Linked DNA regions of Mus musculus: region 2 is linked to region 1. Evidence: chromatin contacts called from public Hi-C data. All regions are on one chromosome and are shown on one strand. The core of a region is the stretch at or near the end of the contact, and the rest is flanking DNA. Distances in the headings are between cores, read along the strand shown. Region 1 overlaps Arnt (aryl hydrocarbon receptor nuclear translocator). Region 2 overlaps Prpf3 (pre-mRNA processing factor 3).

Region 1 (5,353 bases), core at 1,963-4,462:
TGGGTAAATGGGCTTGCTGCGTTTCTAGGAGCCTGATGTCTTCTTTTGGTATCCAAATTCATATGTATATAACCATTTATCTATAAAAACTGTATAATCTATACAAACACATAATTAAAAATGAAATAGATCATTTTTAAAGTAATCAATTACATACAAATTTAAAAATAAAGTTACTAATTTTTGAGAGGATCACAAACTCAATTTTATGTGTGTGCGTGCACGTGCATGCGTGTGCATGAAATGCAAGGGAAAGTTAAAAGGCAGCCTCAGATGTTGTTCGATGCCTTCCACTTAGTCTGAGACAGACACTCTTTTTTTTTAAGTTTTTTAAAAAATATTTATTTTATGTATACAACTGTACTATAGCTGTCTTCAGACACACCAGAAGAGGGCATCAGATCCCATTTCAGATGGTTGTGAGCCACCATGTGGTCGCTGGTAATTGAACTCAGGACCTCTAGAAGAGCAGTCTTCACCACTGCGCCATCTCTCCAGCCCAGAGTCACTCTTATTGTTCACTGCTGCACACACCAAGTTAGCTGAGCCATGAGTTTGTGGCTATTCCCATCTCTGTCTTCTATCGCCCAATAAAGACTCACTAGGATCATAGACTTGGGATACTCTGTATCAAGATTTTATGTGGGTTCTGGGGTTAAGCACTTTAAATCCTGAGTCATCTCCCCAGCCAAAAATTCAGTATCTTCTAAATTTTTAATTATTTATTATCATTAAGTGTGTCTATACAATGTATATATATAAGTACAGGCACATGAGTACCACTGTGTATATGTGTGTGTGTGTGTGTGTGTGTGTGTGTGTGTGTGTGTGTGTGTGTGTAAGGGAAAAACTTTCAGGATTTGAGCTTAAAGTATTGATTTATTTACTTATTTATTTCCAGTGTTTAAATTAGTAGATCTATTTATATAGCAATAAAAGTCCCTTGCCAAATTAAATGAGAGGTTAAATGTTCAGTTCAATTTTCCTATATTTTCTGTCCCTATCTGTTTTGAAAACATAATACCAGAAGATGAGGGGCCCAAATACCAGCAGAGCTCCTAAAAAATGAGTAAATTCTTGGGAGTGGTTCTGAAATTAGATTAAACATTTGTTGATCCTGAATAAGTTCAATGAATCAAGGCAGGGTCTTTATTGTGCATTTGGTGTTTGGGGCCACTGTACTGAAGCAAGTACTCCCGCTGAGCTTCACCCTTATGCCCAAACCTTCTACTTGTGCCTTCTGGGTCTCTCTCCAGAGATACTCAGCTGGGGTGAAGATACTGGGGAGAGTGGTCAGGGACACAGGCTTATACTTGGAACCCAACATCTTGGCTCCCCAAGTAAGCATGAACACTTAATGATAATAAATAAAGCATGTATGTATGTATGTATGTATGTATGCATGCATGTATGTATGTGTATACGTGTACATCTATATATATGTATGATCATGTACATGTAGACGTCAACAGAAGCCAAAAGAGGATGTCAGACTCCCTGGTTGTGCATGCTAGAAACCAAATTCAGGTCCTCTGTCAGAGCAACAAGCACTTTTACCCATAGAGCCATCTCTCCAGCCCCATGACACCCTCCCCTCTTTTTAAAAGAGTAACTTACAGCAAGAATTTTCTAAAAGTAAAACCAGTATATGAGTTGAGAATGATTACTCTTTAATAAAAAGTAAAATCAGGGGTGGGAGGAGAAAAAAAAAGTAAAATCAGTATATTTCATAATCTTCTGACAGTTACTTAAACAAATTTAAGTTTGGTATCCAGAATAAAAACTCATTTAAATGAATAAACCATTTTCTATAAAAGATTCTTCTGTATTTGTACAAATATAATATGCCCAAGAAGTCTACAGTTTGTGATCCTGTAGATGCAATATACACATTACTAAAACTTGCATGCATGAGAGAAACATTATGTTAAATATACCTAGCTTCAAGTCAATGAGCATGCATAAATTCCAGGCTGTTTCAAACTTCAGAAGAGGAGGAGACTAACCAGAGAAATTCACTCTCACCTAGATAAAATTTAAATCCAACATTTAGACTGCTTGATCCCATAACCAGGACAAGAATTCTAGTACATTACCTGGCAAACCGCTCTTTGTCATTACACATCTGGTCATCATCGCATCTGAAAAGAAAGGGCAGGGATTAATTCAAACCCTTGTACTTATATCTACTCCGCTCTGAAATAAAAACTAGAAATAAATAAAACTACTCAACAGGGAAAGATAATGGACCAGCACCACAAAGCAGCAGACACTAATAGCATCTGAGAGAACACTGAGAGCCGATGACTATCATGTCTCAGTGACCACACACAGAAAGATGGTATGATGAAAACATGAAATGTCTTGTGATTTCTCTAAAGTTGGGAATATATTTGGGGTTTTTGTTTGGTTTTTTTCCGGGGGGGGGGTGTTTTTTTGAGATGGGGACAGCTATGTAGCACTGGCTAGTCTGGCATTCACTCTCAACTTACAGACCCTTTGCCTCTGCCTCCCAATTGCTTATTACAGGTGTCAATCACTAAGCCTGACTCAGTTTGTTTGTTTTTTAATTGTAGCTTTAAAAAAACAAAAACAAAAACAAAAATCAAAAAACCAATAGAACAGCGTGTGGGTATATTTTTCATGTTTTCATTCTTCTGTGAAAAACAGGATCATAAATATGGGTATTCATCTAATACCCATATTTTGACCCTGCTTTAAGCTGGGTGTGGTAGCATGTGCCTGCAGTTCTTTAGGCCTACTTAGGCAGCTGAGAGAAAAGAACATTTGAGCCAGGTGTAGGAGGCTGGTCTGAGCAACACAGCAACACTCCACAAGGAATGGGGGATGGGAAAGAGATAGCCAAAGCCTCCAAGGGTCAGGGACCATTGCATAAGAGTTAACACTCTGAGTTAAGAGAAAGGGCAGACTGTTGTGGAACACTGCCTTCTGAAATGACATGAGCAATGCATACTTGAATTCACAACAGCTGTGACTACAAAAACTACACAACATCCTAGCATAGAAGGGGGGAGGAGTTCACAAAGCCACAAACCCCCTTGAGGATCTATAAGCAGTTAGTTGCTGGGAGAGCTTTTCTTCATTGTTGTAGCCCCGAGGAAAGTGTAATCACTCACACATACTACTGGTAAGCAACCCTAATGAAACATCCCACTCCAAAAGAAAAAGAAAAAAAAAAAAAGGTCACGAAAGTAGAAGAGGAACTAGTTGGGAAAAGGAAGGGGACTATCGAGAAGAGGATGTCCCAGGGTGAGGGGTGGGGTATACAATGCCTTATATATATGTATGAAAATATAAATTGTGCACAACTGAACCCCTGCATGCAGAATGCAAGTTCAAAGAGGATCAGTTCAAGTTGGAGGTCGGCATGGTCTAGACAGCAAGTTTCAGGCCATCAAAACCAAACTTGTGTTTGCAGCCACAGGGCAGATATGGAGGTGGAGAACAACTTTCAAGAACAACTCTATCCTTTCACAGTGTGGGTTCCGAGATCAGTCACCTCAAAAGCACTCTATGCGTTAGGTCTCTGTGTGTAATTATTGAGAGCAGCTCAGACTTGAATTCACAGCGATCCTTTTACATAAGCCTCAAGTGTTGGGATTATATGTATGTGCCATCATACCTAGCTCAAAACTAATTCATTTAGGGGCTAGAGAGAGAGCTCAATGATTACAAGCACTTGTTGTTCATGCAGAGAGCCCATGTTCAGTTCTCAGAACCCACCTGGCAGCTTACAATTGTCTGTAACTCCAGGTCTAGGAACCAGGCACACATACTGTGCAAGATACATATGTAGGCAAAACACACATATAAAAATAAAAATTTCTAAAGTCTTCAGAAAAAAGCTAATATACAAAGTTTTAGTATGAGCAATCGAATCTTTTAAGCTTGTGAGGCAAGTGACCCTGAGCTGTAACTTGTAAAGTGGCACCATATTCTCTTCCATTGTGACTGTACCATTTTACAATATCACAGTGTATAACTGTTCCGATTCCTCCACTTCTCTAGCAATTTTGTTATTTTCTGGGGGGTTACTTGTGTCTTTTTGAGACAGGAGCTCCCTGTGCAGCCCTGGGTTCCCTCTACCCATGGGAGGCTGGTGGGTATCAGTCTCCAGACTTAGCTCCGATTTTGTTTTGGTTTTGATAGTGGTCTCTGGATTGGATATAAATGTTATCTTTGACTTGTATACCTCCTAAATATCTCTGAATGATTACTAATGTCAACCTTTCACATGCTTCTTGGCCATTTGTATCTTTTCTTTGGAGAAATGCCTCTCCATGTCTTTTGGCATTTTTCCCCCTTTCATTTTTAAATTTGCTTTTACCAACTTTGAAAGTAATCTATGTTTGGTGTAAAACAAACAAACAAAAGCATTAAATTGAAACAAGACTACTCCCTAACTCTTCCTCTGAGAAAGGTTCTCCAAGATGGTAAAGCTCCTGGCTACTGCCTTCTGGGGATTCCTACTTCCCTCCTAACTGTGGCCTACAAGCAAGGACTCTGTGTTCCCAACAGCAGCTACATTCTTCCCGTCTTGCTTCCGGTCTTTGTACTTCCCTTTCCTTTTCTAGGAAGCCTCTCTAGCTAACATCCCATTTCACTTCCTTTTCACCACGTCAGCCTAAAGATGAAATGTGTCCTCCCCCAAAGTCTTGAGGTCTTCAGTCTAATATGGGCCTCAGTTACACAGCAGTAGTGTGAATACCCCTGTCCTATTGAAGTGCTCTCATCTGTCTAGCTGATTACTGTCCTCCCCACAAGAGGCGCAGCACATGAAGAGATAGACTTTAACTCAAAGGAGTCAGAAAATACCTCAATGCTCTAGTCTACTGATTATTCAGATTAGAAAGAATGTGAAAAAACAATACTGTGTTAGGGGTCACAACTTTATTCCCAGAATTAGAAGGCAGAGACAGGCAGACCTCTGGAAGTTTCAGGCCAGCCAAAGCTACAGAGTCAGACCTATTTACAACAAAACAAAAACAAGTGCTAAGCAGGGTGTAGTGGCTTGAGCCTACAGTAGCCTCTGAGAAAAGAGGCTCTCCGTACATTTGTGTAAAGCCTGGGCTATACAAGGCTTGATTGGATTACCAAGTGGGATTCTGTCAAACAAAATGGAGGTAAGTGGTGAGATGTTTCAATAGATAAAACATTTGCTGCCAAGCCTGCTGATCTGAGTTCCCAGAACCTACATGGGAGGGGGGGGGGGCGGTGAAGGGGGAGGGCGCGGATACCTATTCCTCCAAGTTTTCTCTGACCTTCATACATGTGTAGCACATGTGTCAAGATACACACACACACACACGCAAAATGTTTAAAACACACAATG
Region 2 (5,353 bases), core at 1,164-3,663, 380 kb before region 1:
ATTAGGGGCTGGTGAGATGGCTCAGTGGGTAAGAGCACCCAACTGCTCTTCCGAAGGTCCGGAGTTCAAATCCCAGCAACCACATGGTGGCTTACAACCATCTGTAACAAGATCTGACCCCCTCTTCTGGAGTGTCTGAAGACAGCTACAGTGTACTTACATATAATAAATAAATAAATCTTAAAAAAAAAAAAAGAGCATTTAATTAAATTAACTCAGCATCCAAATGATGGCTTACAACCAACCACCTGTAACTCCAGTTCCAGGGGAATCCAACTCCCTCCTCTGATCTTTGCAAGTACCGGGCACATATATAGTACACATACATAATTGCATGCAGAACACAAAATAACCTGTGTGTGTGTGTGTGTGTGTGTGTGTGGAGGAGGTGGGGAGAGGGAAAGGGAACAGGTGTGAGCATACCAGGAATTATATAATGGTTTGGACCTGTAATCCCAGTACTAGGGAGGACAGGGATAGGAGGATCCCTCCAGTTTACTGGCAAGCCAGTCTATAAGGTGGAGAACGATTGAGCAAGTCACTCAGTGTCAGCTCTTTTGGCCTCCATTCAAATGTGCACACACATGCGCAATATACACATGACAAAAGCTTTATTGGAGAACTATGCATCTGTTTCTTTATTCTGATAATGGCTTTAGCAGCCTGTGTCATAACCTTTTTTACTTTTCAAACCATTTATTTGTCAGCTTGTTTCTTGGTGACTCATTGTTGCTAATCAGAAAATATATTTGGAGCTGGAGAGATGGCTCAGTGGTTAAGAGCACTGACTGCTCTTCCAGAGGACCTAAATTCAATTCCCAGCACACACATGGCAGCTATCAATTGTTTTTAACTCCAGTTCTGGGGATCTGTGTGAGGCGGGATCTGGCGCCTGTACACAGACATACATGCAGGCAAAGCACCAGTGCACATAAAATGAAAATTTATCAAAAAAAGAAAATAGGCTGCCTGTCAGGGATATCGAAGCTGAGATTAAGATTGAGAATGACTGGTATAAAGATGTGCAACATTGGTGGTTTGTATGTATGTCTGAATGAGGATGGTGGGTCTCCTAGAACTGGAGTTAGAGACAGCTGTGAGCTGCCATGTGATTGCTGGAAATTGAACCTGAATCCTCTGGAAGAACAGCCAGTGCTCTTAACTACCATGTCATCTCACCAGCCCCAACATGTGCAAGTTTCATGAGACTTCTTGTTTGGAAAGTTATGTGTAACCTAAGTAAATGATATAGGTAGTACATAATATAGTAGAACAGATAGAAAATGGATATTTTTTCATTATGTTTCTAAACTATTCTGTTTGGTTGTTTGTTGTCTAGGCTATTTTTTATATCATCTCTACCCACATATCTTGTTTTCTCTTCTTCCTCCAATTTTAGTACAGAGGAAAATCCCAAGAGAGAAGATTATTTTGGAATCACAAATCTTGTTGAACATCCAGCCCAGCTTAATCCTCCAGGTAATGTACAGATTATCCAACTAAGGTTCTAGATCACGCAGCATTAGCCACAGAATGCATGAGCTTTCTGTCTGTGCTTTCCAACCTATAGCCACAGGTGATTTTTTTGTTTGTTTGTTTTTGTTTTTTTGTTTTTTCGAGACAGGGTTTCTCTGTGTAGCCCTGGCTGTCCTGGAACTCACTTTGTAGACCAGGCTGGCCTCGAACTCAGAAATCCGCCTGCCTCTGCCTCCCGAGTGCTGGGACTAAAGGCGTGCGCCACCACACCCGGCGTGATTTTTTTTAAATGATTTATTTTTTATTTGCATTGGTGTTTTGCCTGCATGTATTATCTATGTGTTGGATTCCCTAGAACTGCAGTTGTAAACAGTTATGAGCTGCCATATGGGTGCTGGGAATTGAACCTTGGTCCTCTGGAAGAGCAGCCAATGTTCTCTGGCCACCTTTGCAGTCCCCTTGTATTTTAAATTTTAGTTAAGTAAAATGGCAGAGCTGGCTAGTGGCTACTGAGAGACATTGATATTAATTTGTGGGTATTACAAGCTGAACTTTTTATTTATTTTGGTATATTATTTGTTTATTTTGAGAATGGGTCTCACTATGTAGACCATGATTGTCAGGAATTTTTAGAGATCCTCCTGCCTCTGCCTCCTGAGTACTGGGATTAGAGATGTGCCCACCTTGTCCCCCTCCTCCCATCTGTTTTGGTTGTTTTCATGTCCTGGCTTCCTTTAGCATTCTTAGCATTAAAGCAACAAAATCTAGCTAACTCTTTGGGTGCCCAACATAGGCACTACTATATTATTTAGGTTACTTGTTATGGAATATAAGCCTATTTGTTCCTGTGTCTGGGTAGGGTAAGGGTTGTGGAGTGAGGAGTCTGTTAGAAATGCAAAGGTCTCTAGCCTGAGACACTGATAAATGGGAGATGTGCGCATTCTTTCACTTCCCCAAATCACTTGGGATTTCTTAGTAAAATTCTAGCAATGGTCACCCCATGTGTATGTATGTGAGTCACATGTTGCTGGCCCCATTTGTGATCTTTGACTTTATTCAGTCTTCTTTCCCCCTTTTTTATTTTATTGATTTTTTTTTTATAGTTAAGTCTGTTAGTTTGGTTAAAAGAGATAGGTGGTTTAGCTGATTGGGTCTGTGACCCCAGCATTGTGGGGAATTGTGATTCGATGTAAGCATGGGATACAAATGAAGACTCTTATCTATCTCAAAAGGAGAACATTTTTGCTTACTTGATTACCATATGTACTTTAAGATAAAGACAGCAAAGGTTGTAGTTGTGGGTCTGGTTTCCGTAGGTGAGTGCCTTCAGTTAGTCACTTAGAACTTGAAGAATTTTTCCATAGAACAGCTGAATGCCTTCTTTACAGGGTACATGCTTACTGGCAGGGCATAATGATGATGCTCTTATAATCCTAGTATCAGGAAGTTGATGTAGATAAATCACTTCTAAGTTTGAAGCCAACTTGGGGTGCATAAAACCTGTTTTAAACAAACAAACAGAAGAGAGATAAATAGATCTTAAAGGATTTTAATACTTTCCCTCAGGATGAACTGAGATAGTACCATAGTGACATTCACTTGGCCATAGTTCCAGTAAGTACAGAAGAATATATCGAGACCTTGAAATAACGGTCGGACATCCTTTGTCTTAAATGCTTGGGACAAAAGTTTTTCAGATGCTGCTTTTTCAGTCTTTTAGACATTTTCATAGCATTTGAGCATTTCTCATGTGGGAATTTGAAAATGTAATCATCAAAAAGTTTTAATTTCAAGAGATAGGGGTGGCTCATTGGGTAAAGCACTTGCTACACAGATGTGAGAGACAGACAATCCCTAGAACAAGCATCCTGCCTCAGTGTACAAAGTGGACAACAGTCAAGGAAGACTCCAATTAGCCTCTGGTCTACATACACACAGGTACATACATGTGGATATGCATGCGTGTCTGCACACCACACATACAAAACAAGTCAAGTTTAAAAGGCTTCCAGGGTTTCTGAAACTGGGAATATAACTCAGTTGGTAGAATGCTTGTCTAGCATGCATTAACTCCTAGGTTGGATCTCAGCCCTACATAATCCAAGTATGGTGCCATACACTTTTAATGTCAGCTCTCGAAAAGAGATGGGGGGATTGGGGATGGCTAAGTGGCTCAATTGGTAAGAGCACTGACTCCTCTCCTGAAGGCCTGAGTTCAAATCCCAGCATGGTGACTCACAACCACTCGTAATGAGATCTGATGCCCTCTTCTGGTGTGTCTGAAGTCAGCTACAGTGTACTTATGTATAATAATAAATAAATCTTGAGAGGGGGAGAGGGAGGTGTGTGGGGGGGTTGAAGGGAGACTGGGATATTAGAAGTGCAAGGTCATCCTCATCTACTGAATTCAAATACTGAATTCCAGCCAGCCTGAGATACATGAGGTCCTATTCAAAGAATCATTTTGGATTTTGTAGTATTGGCGATCTTAGGTTTTTAGATTAGGGACATTCAGCCTCTAATACAAATTAAAAATAGGAACTAGACTTAATCAGATTTTATGTAGCTGCCATAAGTATTTGTCAGAGGAATATGAGGATTTTTTTTTTTAAACAAACATGCTTTAAAAGTATAGGGATTTCTTTTTTTTAAGTTTTATTTTACTATCAAGCCCATTGGTGGAATTAGAGTGAGGTTCCAGCAAAGGTTTATTACTAAGAATCTGTATGTGTCTGGGGTGTGTGTGTGTGTGTGTGTGTGTGTGTGTGTGTGTGTGTGTGTCTACAGATGCCCTTGGTGATCAGAAGCTGGAGCTACAGGGGCTTGCTTGTCAGCCACCCAAGGTGGGTACTATAAAGTTGGATCCTCAGCAAGAGCAGTGTGTACTTTTTTAAATAATAAAGTTATTTTTTATTTATTTTTAAATTATTTATTTATTATATGTAAGTACACTGTAGCTGTCTTCAGACACTCCAGAAGAGGGAGTCAGATCTTATGGTTGTGAGCCACCATGTGGTTGCTGGGATTTGAACTCGGGAAGAGCAGTCGGTACTCTTAACCACTGAGCCATCTCTCCAGCCCCAATAAATTTATTTTTATGTAGGTGTTTATGGGGAGTTGGACAATGTGCGTGTATGTGGGTATATGCCAGAAACATACATATATAGGTGCTTTTGAAAGCCAGATCTCCTGGAACTAGAGTTTAGAGACTTTTTTTTTTGTTTTTTGTTTCTGTTTTTTGTTTTTTGAGACAGGGTTTCTCTGTATAGCCCTGGCTGTCCTGGAACTCACTCTGTAGACCAGGCTGGCCTCGAACTCAGAAATCTGCCTGCCTCTGCCTCCCGAGTGCTGGGATTAAAGGCGTGCGCCACCACGCCCGGCTAGCAGTAAGTATTCTTAACCACTGCACCATCTCCAGCCAGCTTCTTCCAGAGGGTTTCCTCCATTTCCTAGTACTGAAATTGAGCGCAGAGGTTGTACAGTAGTTAGCATAGCTGCATTGCCGACGCAAAATTTATTGTTATGTAGGTTAGGGAATTTCAAATTGTATTCCATAGAAGCAGCAAATTATAGAAAGTAGGACCCAAGTGGAGTTCTGGATTCTTTTACTTCCTCAGATTCTTAGCCAGTGCTACTGTTTGCATTTGCTGAAAGTGAACAACTTCTTAAAGAAAAAACATTTATGAGCCATAATACTTTCACTTAGTAAAAAAAATTATACTATCAGTCTCACCACTTAAAAATAACAAATAGCCAGGCGTGATGGTGCACGCCTTTAATCCCAGCACTCGGGAGGCAGAGGCAGGTGGATTTCTGAGTTTGAGGCCAGCCTGGTCTACAGAGTGAGTTCCAGGACAGCCAGGACTACACAGAGAAA

Evidence for each region. Hi-C and Micro-C count contacts between places; a contact is called where the count stands out from the background.
Region 2: a Hi-C map of bone marrow-derived macrophages shows a contact between it and region 1, with 21 read pairs. The contact joins two enhancer-like sites. A contact is called at or near these places in 7 of 484 Hi-C or Micro-C datasets (bone marrow-derived macrophages, cerebellum, cortical neurons and 3 more), 1 of 115 datasets of contacts at active chromatin or transcription factors (craniofacial prominence) and 3 of 9 other capture datasets (adipose tissue, liver and pancreatic islet).

What each region holds. Positions count from the first base shown.
Region 1 is chr3:95,457,165-95,462,517 of GRCm38.p6, reverse strand. Arnt (aryl hydrocarbon receptor nuclear translocator) reads right to left here. Exons shown (of 22, transcript NM_001037737.2): 4 at 2,097-2,141. Among named protein-coding and RNA genes, the nearest start is that of Arnt, 25 kb to the right of the region's middle. Within about 2 kb of position 3,212, at least 24 of the 459 cell types and tissues checked have an H3K27ac peak or open chromatin away from gene starts, as enhancers often do. A contact at or near this core is called in bone marrow-derived macrophages, where this site is marked.
Region 2 is chr3:95,836,796-95,842,148 of GRCm38.p6, reverse strand. Prpf3 (pre-mRNA processing factor 3) reads left to right here. Exons shown (of 16, transcript NM_001316751.2): 9 at 1,400-1,479. Among named protein-coding and RNA genes, the nearest start is that of Prpf3, 16 kb to the left of the region's middle. Within about 2 kb of position 2,413, at least 5 of the 459 cell types and tissues checked have an H3K27ac peak or open chromatin away from gene starts, as enhancers often do. A contact at or near this core is called in bone marrow-derived macrophages, where this site is marked.